Regions from separate parts of the Rattus norvegicus genome. Here all the other regions are linked to region 2. The links are chromatin contacts, called in public Hi-C maps. All regions are on one chromosome and are shown on one strand. The core of a region is the stretch at or near the end of the contact, and the rest is flanking DNA. Distances in the headings are between cores, read along the strand shown. Region 1 holds the start of Dock4 (dedicator of cytokinesis 4). Region 2 overlaps Dock4 (dedicator of cytokinesis 4). Region 3 overlaps Dock4 (dedicator of cytokinesis 4).

The links. A called contact is a pair of places that touch in the nucleus more often than the background predicts.
Region 1: a Hi-C map of Schwann cells shows a contact between it and region 2, with 4 times the contacts expected there. The contact joins the promoter of Dock4 here to the enhancer-like site in region 2. A contact is called at or near these places in 5 of 12 Hi-C or Micro-C datasets (the A7r5 cell line, the Rat2 cell line, Schwann cells and 2 more) and 1 of 1 datasets of contacts at active chromatin or transcription factors (oligodendrocytes).
Region 3: a Hi-C map of psoas muscle shows a contact between it and region 2, with 2.4 times the contacts expected there. The contact joins two enhancer-like sites. A contact is called at or near these places in 4 of 12 Hi-C or Micro-C datasets (the Rat2 cell line, hepatocytes, kidney and 1 more).

The regions. Positions count from the first base shown.
Region 1 is chr6:63,238,168-63,242,204 of GRCr8, forward strand. Dock4 (dedicator of cytokinesis 4) reads left to right here and starts at 1,969. Exons shown (of 53, transcript NM_001427091.1): 1 at 1,969-2,275. The coding sequence starts at 2,239. Zfp277 (zinc finger protein 277) reads right to left here and starts at 1,664. Exons shown (of 12, transcript NM_001399663.1): 1 at 1,546-1,664. The coding sequence starts at 1,639.
Region 2 is chr6:63,474,656-63,479,243 of GRCr8, forward strand. The region is part of intron 12 of Dock4 (dedicator of cytokinesis 4); the gene reads left to right. Among named protein-coding and RNA genes, the nearest start is that of Dock4, 240 kb to the left of the region's middle. Within about 2 kb of position 3,331, at least 3 of the 93 cell types and tissues checked have an H3K27ac peak or open chromatin away from gene starts, as enhancers often do.
Region 3 is chr6:63,302,712-63,307,081 of GRCr8, forward strand. The region is part of intron 1 of Dock4 (dedicator of cytokinesis 4); the gene reads left to right. Among named protein-coding and RNA genes, the nearest start is that of Dock4, 65 kb to the left of the region's middle. Within about 2 kb of position 3,085, at least 3 of the 93 cell types and tissues checked have an H3K27ac peak or open chromatin away from gene starts, as enhancers often do.

The DNA of each region.
Region 1 (4,037 bases), core at 719-3,218, 240 kb before region 2:
TATACATATGTATCACACACACACACACACACACATATAAACAAATCCACTCTCTGTAATGCTATTGAAAATCAGAGTGACTTTATACATTTATTAAGAGGGGACTGGCTAGAGTATGGAATATCTGTTCTATGGAACCTGAGTGTAGTCACTAAATGTTACAAAAAATGTTGATAAAGAAATATCTTTGATACACAAGAGGGAGAAGAAAGTTGTAGATCTTTGAGTTTACAAAAATTATCCCTTTAATTATCCGTCATTTAAAAATGAGTTATACAATGTATATTATAAAGAAATATGTCAAAATTTGCATCACTTTTGTCTTTATAAGTGGAACTGTGTAGTGGAGAGACTTAATATTTTTTTAAATCTGAATACCTCTGAATGAACTGCTTGAAATATAATGAATTGTAATTGTAAGGTAATTCATTATGCTTTGGAGGTATTTATAAGTTCTCAAATAAATTAACCCATGAGAAAAATTATCGAAGCTTCCAACTTTATATCTTAAAATGGTAGCTCTGTGGAATTTTGGTAATCTGGAAAAGCTTAACAGTCTGTTATAGAAGTATGGGATATATGGCAAACCCACTGATAGGTTGCTTAGATGATAGGAATTTCACCTAGGGGAAGTGGGAAGAAATTGCACTTCATTTCTCTGCTACTGAGATAAAAACTTCATACTAAAAGCTGTGAAAGGAAAAAACATCAACAAGGACTGAGACACAAATTAACCCCCAAATCCTATCCATTTACATAAGAGAACTTGCTGTGCTAAATTATATACTTAAAATGGGTGGGGAGTGGAGCTCGACTAAAAGAAAGGTAGTCTACGAAAGTTTGATTTTTGATCTCTATAGTGGAATTGAAGAAAACACCAAAATCAGGTAGATACAAAGTAGTTGTGATGAGTTTCAAAACCCTCTTTTAAATATTCTGTGAAGGCGGGAGTGCATTTAATTCTCTTTTTCCTCTTTCTCTTACGACTTAGGACGTAAGATTTCCCAGGCTCCAGGGTCAAATGATTCCTGAGATACACACATCCTTTCCCTTTGGAGAGGACTCCAAAGAGCAACCCGCAAGTACTGGAGAACAGTGACGTGACTAGTCTCCAACTTGGAAACCCGCCCCAAACTACATAAAACACCTTCCCAAAAACAAATTCAGCAAACTGAGGATACTAGTCAGGAAATAGCGCCTAATCACAGCATTACAATCACACACGTGCGACCCAGACCTGACCCACACCCACTCGTGGGCAAGTGCAAAGCACATAATTCCAAACCGGAACAAAGCAAAAGGAGCTTTCTCAGAGGCCGGGAAGGCAGTTCTTCACATTTTCTCGTCCCACCCAAAACAGCTTCAGCTTGGCAACCGCCCTCTGCCCCACCCAATCTCTGTGGGTTCCGCCCGCGGCTTTTTGCCTGGCATTGCCAAGGTGGTCTCCTAGCTGACCAGCTTCTAAGGTCTGAGCGGCTGCCAGCTGCACCCCGGGCACAGAAAAAGAAAGACAGATCACACGCACCCAAGGGACAGCGCACTCACCTTCATGATCGATGTGCCCGATTCCGCCGCGGACCCCGCGGACCCGGTCTTCCCGGGGGTCCACACCAAGCCCCTGGGCCTCTGGAGCAGCCATTACCTGAACCAGTTGAAAGGGGCGGGCCGCAGGCGGGGCGAAGCGGGGAGATAACCAATAAAAACGCGCCTGGGGTCGCATGCCGACCCACTGAGAGAGTTTCTACACGCCTGGGCTGTGCCGTCACATTTTGGACCAATCGAATGTGATGAGCCTAACTAGTTGCCCCGCCCCCAACCGCTGTAGCCACGCCCCCTTCCGGGCCCGGGAGAGTAAGAACTACAACTCCCGGCATGCCGCGAGGCAGTGGGGAGGCAGCGCTGGATGGGCGCTGACGGGCGGGGGTGCGCCCGCGAGTGCCCCGGCGTGTTCGCTTAGTTCAGTGAATCAGAACAATGACTGCGCCGCCGGGTCCCCGAGAGCGCGTCGCAGGGCTGTGAGCAGCCGCGGCCGGCAGAGCAGCGGGCGGCTCCGTCTCGTCCGTGTAGTGTCAGTGTCCGCTCGGGAGCCCCGGGAGAAGCCCCTGCCCAGCGCCGCAGCCCGCGCGATCTGCTGTGCTCCAGCGCCGCAGCTGCTCTTCGGGAGCCGTGCATTGTTGTGAGCCACTGGAGGGGCGCGGGGATTGCATAGCCCGGAGCCCCTCAGCGCCCTTTATAGCCATGTGGATACCTACGGAGCACGAGAAATACGGCGTGGGTGAGTGCTCGCGGGCGAACTTTTACCACGCTCCGGTCCTTGCCCCCACGCAGCTCGCTCCGCGCCAGGCTGCAAATGCCAGGTCTTGGCATTGCACAGCGGGTCCCAGGCTTGGCCACACCGGCCTCCGGCTGAGGGGCGCGCGCTAGGGTTTCGCTCCTCACTGCGCACTCGGCGCTTCTCGAACCCGATCCCGGAACGTCGGGACAGCCACTCCGGGCTCTGCTGGCAGAGTTTGGAGTGGCCGCGGGGTGTGTTGCGTGTCAAGTTAGAAGGGGAAGCCAACAGGATTTCTCTCCCTTCTACCCCTGCTGGCCCACGGAGGCAGAGAGCTGGCAGTGGGCTGCTAGGATTTCCCGGGGTGATGAGGGAGACTAGGAACCCGCAGCTAGAATACTCCCAAACAGTAGGGAGGCGCGAAGTCCCTGCGGTTGGGGTCGGCTTTCCCAGAGTGCAGAATGTGGCACCCCTAGCCCCTGTGACAGAGGGAGTCGGGACGCAGCCTCCTTTCTCCCTCGCCTCCCGGGTGTTTGGGGTGTGTGTTGTGAGCAGGGGGGGGTGGTAAATTTCAACATCTGTGCTGCTGCGCTCTTTGGTCCTTGGAGGGGAACCTAGATTTGGGCAGCGTTTTTACTTCTGGCCACCTTCTCTACCAGGGGATGAGCGCAGTGGGGGTCATAGAGGCCGGCTGGAAAGTGACAAGGGAGGGGAGAGTCAGAAAGCCTGGTTCTTAAATTCTGGGAGGCAGCTTTAGGAGAGGACTACCCTGGCACTGATTTGGGAGAGAAAAAAAAGAACAGGATAGCATTCACTGTTCTGTGCAAAGGTGAACAACAAAGGACATTAATGTTGACTGATGAATACAGGAGGCTCCCTTCCCTTCCCTTCCCTTCCCTCCTCCCTTTTCGGTAGGATTACAGTTCCCGTTTTTGTTGTTTGATTTCAGCTGGGTTCCCTCCATCCCCCCCAGTCCCCCCCCCCCCTTTGACAGTCACTCCTTTTAGGGTTGAGACTATTAAGAAGCCAGGCTCACTGACAAGCCCGAATTGGCCAAATGCAATTATAACCTCCCAGAAGGTCTAACAGAAAGAAAGCATTATAGATTTTACTGACAATCTTCATTTCCTATAATGCCCCGTCCTGCCGATTGGCATTCTTGTTTTTATTGTGGACGGACCTAGTAATTTGTATGATACAGAGACGTATTTATGTTCTGACTTCATTCTCCTGTAATTTAAAAAATCTGGAAAACCTTTCAAAGGAATCCTAATCACTGGAGATTTTACCTCCCCTACTTTGCCTAGGGATTGGACTTTATCTACTGAAGGGACTCTGATTAAACAAAGTCATATTTTACATGAGCTTCCTTCCTGGACTGTGACTGGTTAGTAAGACAATAGTTTGTCGTGTGCCCACCTTTGAGAAGGGTTTCCAGCTTCTAAGTCTAAGGGGAGCCCTTGCCAAAGGGCTCGCTCTCCCAGAGTGCTGTAGATAGAGCTTGTTTTCCTCTCCGTTCTCTCCTCCTTTTTGGGGATCAGATAACCCCTGCGAGGGAAAAGGCATTTCCTTGTCTGAGGGATGAGGAACCAGAGGGCATTGCCTCCTAGGCAGTCTTGCCACCTGGTGCAGGAACCTCAGATCCACCCAGGCAACACTGTCCGTCCCGCTTAGAGTCAATCCCAGGGGTTGTTTTCTTGCAAGTGTTAAATGATACAGATTATGGATGACATTTATTTTCTAGATTTCCTTATGTGCCAGGTCA
Region 2 (4,588 bases), core at 2,081-4,580:
GACGGTCATGGGAAAACATGGCAGAGTTCCTCCTCTCATGGCAATCAACTGGTTGCTGGGGGTGGGGGTGGGGGGTTACAAAATCTCTTTTATCAAGTTGTCCTTGGAAGAACTTCCCGTTTAAAGATGTGTATGCTCTCCTTGGTCATGAACAAACATAATTTTTGACCTGTTTCATGGAAGAAAACCTGGGAAGATTAGAATGGCCTTCTTACACATTCTGTCTTTCAAAATAGTCCTCTAAAATTCTTTCTTTTAGGATAGCATATACTGATTACCATCACTATGCAACACACACACACACACACACACACACACGCACACGCACACGCACACACACACACACACACACACACGAAATAACTCTGAGGCAGTAGATTTAAAACAAAAATAGGCAACAATATTTATAAGAATGAACATATACATAAAACCACTAAACACACAAACCAAAACATTGACATAAACCTGTGTGTGTGTGTGTGTGTGTGTGTGTGTGTGTGTGTTTGTGTGTATAGTGTTGCTATCCTGAATCAGAATCAAGAATGGAATTTTTTTTTAATTAACTTGAGTATTTCTTATATACATTTCGAGTGTTATTCCTTTTCCCGGTTTCCGTGCAAACATCCCCCTCCCCCTCCCCTTCTTTATGGGTGTTCCCCTCCCCACCCTCCCCCATTGCCGCCCTCCCCCCAACAATCTAGTTCACTGGGGGTTCAGTCTTAGCAGGACCCAGGGCTTCCCCTTCCACTGGTGCTCTTACTAGGATAAGAATGGAATTTTAAAATGGAAAATAATAGTCAAAAGAAAATGTTGAAGTGCTTTGATCATGTCATCCTCTGGTTAGCATAGATTTATGTCCAGCTCTTGTCTTTAGCCGATAAATTTACTTTGGGTAAGACTGTGAAAGTCAATAATTTTGGATGCCTCTATTGTTTCTTTATTTGACATGCACTGATTTATGTGTTGGTCCTGTCCATTTTCTCTATAATTTTTAGCCATTGGCTAACCACTTGCTTGGAATAAAAGCATGAAAGCATTTCCCCAGTTGATAGGGTATCTTTGAGGCAGCAGTCACAATCAGCAGACCCTGCTTATGCTTCTCAGTCCTTCTGCATGTTAGGAGAGCCCGGCAGGAAGGGCCAACCCCTTTCCAGATCCCAGGAGACATGATGATGATTAACTTTAATGGTCAACTTTACTGGATTTAGAACCAACCAAAAGGCAAGCCGCTTAGGCACTCCTGTGGGGAGTTCTCTTAATCTGATTATTTGACTCATCAAGACCTGTCTTAAATGTGGATGGTGCCTCTCCTTCAGCAGCATAGATAAATGAAGGTACAAGGGAGCTTTGCCTTTGCCTACTTGTGTTCACTCTTACTGAGACATTCATCTACCATGGTGTTGGCTCTGGCATATCAGAATTGCTGTGTTCTCCAGTTCTGCCCATATTTGTGTAGTGTCAAAATTAATGTCATAAATTTGTGGCTGCCCAAAATGACAATATTTAAGGATATTCAACATCTTATAACCCAAGTTGTTGGCAATATTTCAGTAGATTGGTTCCTGTGACTTCCCCGAGCAAACAACTCACAGGATCTAATATAGATTTTATGGCTCGGTAGCTGGATTTCCCCCTGAAAATTCTCCCTTGCTTTGAGCAAGTTCTAAGGCATCCATCATCATCTTCTGGCCACTGAAAGTCCTGTACCCAGTATAGTGGCAACAGGATGTGGAGCCGGTGGAATATTGAGAGGAAGGGGCTCTCATTGACTGGCATTAGTACTTCTATGAAATAGGCCGCCAAAGATCTCTTACTCTCCACCATGTGCCAAAATAGTTGACCTGAAATTAAGATCTTCATTTGAATTTACATACACTTCAAAATATTCCTAGTAGAACACAGCCTCATAGAGGCCGAGATCAGGAGCCAGCAGGATCCTTTTCTTTGCTGCCTTTGCATAAGGTAGTAGTGTCGACTTCACAGAAAATTCATTCTCCATTTTTCACATTTCTATCTTCTCTTTTTAAATGTCAGATGTTACCTTCTTATAACTAGCTTGTATAGCCATGTTCTTTTTCATCACTGTCTTTGTGATTTATCTGGTTTGTTCTCTAACAATTACAATTAAAAAGAAGGAAATTCCAGTCAAACACACAAGAAGGGCTAAGCAGGAAGTTGGGTAGATGAGCATATTTTTTCCTAGAGTGGATCTTCAGTAATTTGAACTACCTACTACATACATAGTCTACTTAAGTCTTAATGTTACATTTTAAGATGTCCTATGCTTAGTGACTAGTGACTACTTGATAAGAATTCATTTTTATGAATGATAAAATAAAAATTAGAAAATTTATATTGTCAGTTATAAGATACATAGTGGAAGCTTGGTTCATGGTCTCCTAGTGCCAGATAAAACAGCAGGAAATTGGAAGTGTTTGTCAAACCCTAAGAGAGTTTTATAATTTACCCTGGCTTTGTGGACAAGGCTCTTAAGGTGCTTTCCAAGTCCTTATTAAACAGGACTCTTAAGTGCTTTCTCATTTTTCTCTAACAATGTGAGAGCCTCTCTGTGCTTTAGAATACAGCCTTAGCATAATGCCTTAGAAATGCAATAGTTATAGTTCCGGGAGAACGTATGAGTTCTTTGAATTTTTTGCACGAGTTACCAAAATATAAAAGGGGTTGGGTATTCAATTTGAAAGAAAAGTAAATATAACCTAGAGAAAATCAGAAGTGCTTAAGAGATGAGGTTTGGGCATTGTTATGCTAATTCGTGAGAAGAGAAGGGGAGTTGCCAGGGACTGCTTTGTGTGTTTGCTTCCAGTCCCTGTGCCCAGGGCAACCTGCTGAGATTGGTTCTGATCTTCTAAAACAATTTGTGATATTAAGTTTAATCCCTCATTATTTCTTACCTATATTATTAAAATTACGCATGATGAGTAGCCTCCCTGTCCTTTTCTATGCTACTACCGGATCTTTGTTTTGCTAGGAATATTTTAAAATAGGTATGAATGTTTTAATATCATGGCTGAGTTCATATAGAAAGCCTAATTCTAGCCTCACTGTTGGACTTACTTATTTTGGAAAAAAAGGGCAAATGAAACAGTTTGGAGACTTTTCTCAGCATATTCATATCTTTAAATGCTGACTTTTATGAAAAAGAGTTTCAGACCATTAGAGTTTAGCAATCAAAATTTATGAAACCCCTCTTTAAGAAAATAAAAGAAATGAGGATTGTTATACATAGACCAACTGTATACTTCCTTTCCTGTCCCAGCAGTTCAGTTTGCAGATCCATTTGTAACTATCTTGGGGTTGTAATATGCCCTTTAACTCGTGTGTGAAAATCTTGTTGCATGATTAGCACATCTATTCTTAGCTCAGGTATTTGTAGCGTCCTTATTTATAGAACGTACATTTTTAACATCTTGTAATCTTTCTTCCAAACTTTTGTAGAAACTCAGAATAGAAAATAAAAACCAATAGTACAGCTGGGCGTGCTGGCACACTCCTTCAACCCAGCAGTCAGGAGGCAGAGGCAAATGGAACTCTGTGAGTTTGAGGCCAGCCTGGTTTACATAGAAAGTTTCAGGCTAGCCAGAACTACATGGCGAGACTTTGTTTGAAAAGGAAGGGTTGTAAAGTACAAGATTAGGTATAATAAGTGGCTTATATGTCATAAGTTAACATTTTCATCAATATTGTGATTCTGTTTACACTTTAATTGGATTTATTAATGAAATTTTAGATGAAGGGGTAGGTTTTTTTTTTTTAACAAAGCATGGTAAAGTTGATGTCCCTTGAACATCATTGGAATATTTTGTATTATATATTTGATTTATTGATTTACAATTTCAATTCAGTTGCCCACTGAAGACATTCTATTATATTTTCTTGATAGACTACTGTGTTGCTAGAAAAAAATAGATTTCAATAATTTTTAAATAAATTGTGTTTTTTTCAAATCTTGGTATAGTCAAGTATGTAACCCATTCTTCTGCTACAAATATGAATAAGTGTTCAAAGACTGCATTGTGGTCAGTGACCACACTTACCTGCTGTATTCAAGGTTCTGGGATTAATCCAGTATGGGGTTAGGGCGGAAGGTGCAAATGTGGTAAGAAACGCAGAAACAGAGTTTGAAGAAAGAGAAATCTTGCTACTATATCTAAATATAGGCTCAAATCTAAATAAAATTTAAATAATTGATCTGAGAAGATGGGGCTGTGAGAGGAGGCAGAGAGTGCTTAAGTTGAATGGACCCAAAAATGTGAGATGAGGCTTAGGACCAAATACATAGTACCTAGAAGCGATTTCTCCTGAACCTTAGAAAGCTGTTCTCTGACTTCCCAAGGCAATGTGTAGAATGGTTCTTCTTTGATACATTGACCTTTACGCCCTTGGTCTGGATTTATGTTAATAGTTGAGAAGAATCCGTTCTTATAAAATTTAAATTTTGTGTGTAAAGATAAAACTAATCCCAGCTGAGTAGTCTAAAATCTGTGTAAATATGTAGCCAGTGTACATTCAAATGAGTAGGATTTCTGTGCAGGGAAACAACACTCAAGATGAGTTATGATAACAGTGA
Region 3 (4,370 bases), core at 1,835-4,334, 170 kb before region 2:
AAAATCAAAACTCCAAGGAGCTATAAAATATGAGAGTGTTTGTGTTGGATTGAGCGGGACTTGTGTGGCTCTTCGTTTGTGGATCTGTTTAGAGGGTCATTATGTTCGCATTCGTGGGATGGAAACAGAGAGAGACAGCTTCCTCCATTTCTGTACTCTATTTTGGTTCTCATTTTCCTGAAAAGAGTAAAAAGGAAGGCCTCAGCTTATGAGAACGCTCCCCAGCTTATGTGGCTCCCAGGCATGTACAAGGCCACCACCAATGTAGTCGTCAGCCCCCCAGAAATACCTTATCAAAAAATACCTGGATTTAGACTGCAAGGAGTCTGCATATCTCAGGAAGACTGAAATGCAGAATTCAGTGGTCCATCATGATCCTGGAATTTGGACTTCTACATTCTAAGGGGTCTGAGTACTGAATGTCTACTTTCTTGCTTCTATCAAGTACAATTCAGGAGTCAAGTTAGTAACTCCCCACAGAAGAAAGGCAGGTATAGGGACCTCACTTAGTGAATCCTGCAGGGAGGGTTGGTGAGCTGAACAGTGGGCCAGGTATTCAAGGGGAATAAAGTGTGCGTTAGTGGCCCTCAGGCTAGTGAAGCTCCTGATGGTTCTTTAGTGATCTCTCTGCCTGGGTCCTGCTCTCCTAGTTTATCAACATGGGTACTGAATCGAGGTAAATATGCTAGAATGAAGGCCTATCTCTCTAGTCGATGCCTAGCATCCCTGCCTTGCTATGTGCAGTCTACACATGTGCTCTCGTCAGTGCCTTCCTGTAAGGTGTTTCCAGGGCAGGGATGTCATCAGGCTTTGTGCTGTCCCCAGATACCATCTCTGTGTGAGTGTTTGCTGACTCTATTTTTAACATTACATCCTTTGTGAGGGCTGCCACAGGCCCAGATGGCCAAATGTCCTGTTTATCTCCCAGGCTTTTCCCAGTTAAGTTCCACTCTTTTGTTCATGATACCTAGAAAGCCTTTGGGGATGATAGTCTGTGCTTCCGTAATTGTATTGGGCCTGAGTTCAAGCTGATCTGTGCCTTTGAAACTGTGCAGCAGAAGCCTCTTCAGGATTCTCTGTAGTTACTAAGCGACCGTGGAGAAAATGACCTATAGTTCCCAAATAGGGAGACAGTTTACATGGATTTAAGAGATCCCATCAAAGTCACATGCTGCTGTGGCTGGCACTCTACCACTTTGCTGATGGTCTGAGAACTGCCACCCTCCCCACCTCCCACCCCCTTTTATCTTAGCCCTCAACAGAGATATTAATAAATCTTTCCAAAATGAGATGCTGACAGTGTCTTAGGCCCATGCTGATAATGATCATATGAAGGGTCTTTTGTCTGCTTTGTCCTTTTACCTCCAGATCCTGGATGCTGTCCCCATAGGGACACTGGTCTCTTTCCAGGGGTGGGATTTATATCCTCTCACCCCTACGCCACTAGATGAGTTGAAACCCTGAAGGTTGTTACAGCTTTTCTTTGTTCTTTTTCCTCCCCTTTCTCTTGTGTCTTGTGGATTTACAGCTGCCCTGTTACGTGTTTAAGAGCAGGGATTATGGCGCGTTGCCTCTCGTTATTTTTACGTTTTGGCTTTACAATCAGTTGGCACCATTTCATGCACCTAATGAATGTTGCAATAAATATAAGTGCATGAATGGCACTAATAATGTATTCGCAGTTTCTCGTGTTGTATCTTGCATGTATGCATTCATTGTGCCATTTAGTCATCCAGTCAAAAAGAAAAACCCATTCATTAAGAATCACTGCGCCAGGGGTTGAAGATGCTAAGGAGGAATCAAACACAGTTGCTGTGCTCAGGACGCACACAACTTATAATAGATTAGTTCTTCTTTGTCTAAGAAAGCCATGGGTAACTAAGCCGTTCAACTGGAGAATGACCCATGTCTGTCGAATTGACACTCCTGACTCCTCTGATGTACTGGTTTCTTTTGCCCTACCATGGTATTCAGGGGGTCACTCGCTTCCATATACTTGGGTGTTCTGTTTGTGCAACTCAAACTGATCAGTCATGGGCTAAAGCACATTTCAAAATAACCTTGAACGCTGAAAGGGAATTGATCTTGTCCAGCATGCAGCATCCAGCTCACGCTGGGAGCACTAGATTATCTCAAAACACAGAAGACATCTCAAACCTAAGAAGGGACAGGATCTCATTTGTTAGTTCTAAGACATGTTTACAGCAGATGGCTTACCGTTTCCTTGATACTGTGTAGGTTTTCACCATTATAAGCCCATGTATTTCAAAGCTAACTTGACACTGGGAGAAATGGCTCAATTTATTGTATAAAATACTGGAAGTCAAATAGATTTATTTTTTGGTAACTTTTACTGATGTAATGACTCAACATACAATAAAGACTGTACTTCAGATACTGTGAGTTACTGCCTGAGTAAATTCAGCTTCACAGTGCCATTAATATTTTATTGCCACTGTGAATAGGCTGTTAAATTTAAATCAAGAATTATTGGTTCCTTTTGGTAGGACACACATTTTTTACACACACCCTGAACATTTAACTGTTTTCCATACTCACCGAATTAAAAAACATGGCCCAAGTGATTACAGATTAGTTTTGAGAAAGGGCAGATTGAATCAAAAAACAGATATGATTAGGGAATATGCTTAATGAGATTGTTCTAGCATTTCTGTATTACTTAGGGTAGTGACATAATTCGTCACTTCATTAGTTCTACTTTTCCAAAGGGTCTACGAACTCTGCTTAGGCAGGAAAACAAAGCATCATGCTATATCGTTCGTGCATGTTATGTTTCTATTACCAACTAAAATACATTCCTGTGAGGAAGAGAAATGATGAAAGTATCTTCAAATAGAAAGAGATGCTAAGACTTTCTGTCATTTGTGGAGGGAGCACAGGCATGCTTTGCTTCAGCTTTAAGGCTCATCTCCCACAGCGAGCTCTAGAGCCCTTCAGGACCTTTCTTCTTTCCCAGGGTCACCACCCTTAGATACGTTATATTGTCTCCACTGTCCTGTAGGGCAGTCTGAGCTGGGGTGCTATCCATTCCTCTGGTTTCCTGGCTGTCTCGCACTTCCTACTTGTGCCAGGTGACCTCTTACTGAGCCTTCAAACTCCACTCAAATTTCCCTTGGAGGATAGAGCCTCTCCTGACCTTTCTGGGGAGAATTAAGAATTATCCACTTTGAAGTGTGGATATGTTCATAGTCCTGTTATGTTGGATAAAGAGTCCAAGGACTTGATGCTGGAGAACAGCTTTCCTGAAAGCCCGAGAGTAGGGGTATGTGAATACATTTGCTTTTGCCCATTTTTGAGGTCTGGAACAGGGGTTATCCGCTGTTTGTAGCTTGAATAAACTAGTGGAAATCCCAGTCTCATCAAAGGAAGAACTTGTTCCTGTAGTTTGTAGTTTTCTCCTTATAGAGCTAAGCCCTAGCATGGGAACCCCCTCCCCTTTTACCCTCTGTCCTCCCAGGCTTCCTTTCTTTTGGCATAATTACAGGAATAGGAGATTCCTTAGCTGTCAGGAGTCTCATGTGTCCTTTGGCCAGCTCTCCTGGCGGGGAGATCTTGTAATTGTAGTAGAATATCAAACCAGGACATCAGCATTGGTGCATTACTGTTAAAGCAGACTACTCGTTCTGTTGGCGTCCGTGTGTATGAATGCTACGTCCTGCACATAGATTCCTGTAAGCATCACAGTGAGAATACAGAATGGTTACACATACCACAGAAGGCCTCCTCCGTACCACTGCTTTGAGGCTGCCCTACCTCTCTGTTGGTTCCCAATTCCTAATGAATATTGGCCCATTCTCCATTTCTGTAATTTTGTCATCTATGACTGCTATGAAATGGATTATACTACATATAACTTTTGGAGATGAGCCCCGAACCCCCAGTAACTATAATGCCTTGAATTCAAGGCATTGATGAGAATTCAATCCTTTGCATGCTGGGTTTTCTATACTATAGTATAGAAAATACTATGAGTAGAGCAGAATTGGTTAACCTTTTCCTTACTCAAGAAATTCAGGTTGTTTGTAGTTTGGAGTTGTTACAAGTAAAAGTGTTACAAACCTTTGTATGCAGGTTTTTGTTGCATATACATTTTAATTCTCTGAGAGAAATGCCTACAACTATCTTTCTAGGTCAAAAGTGCATATTCAGTGTTATAAGAAACTGCTAAACTATTTCCTGCCGTGATTTTTCCATTTCACTCTTGTACTAGCAATGTATGAGAGAGATGAGTGGTTAAGGTACCAGTATTGGTAACTCTGAGAGGGTCCACCTGGGTGCGGCGTTCAGACTCTTCTAGGATCAAGGAAGGGCAGTGCTGGACTACTCTATTGCCACGGGGTAGCAAGGAA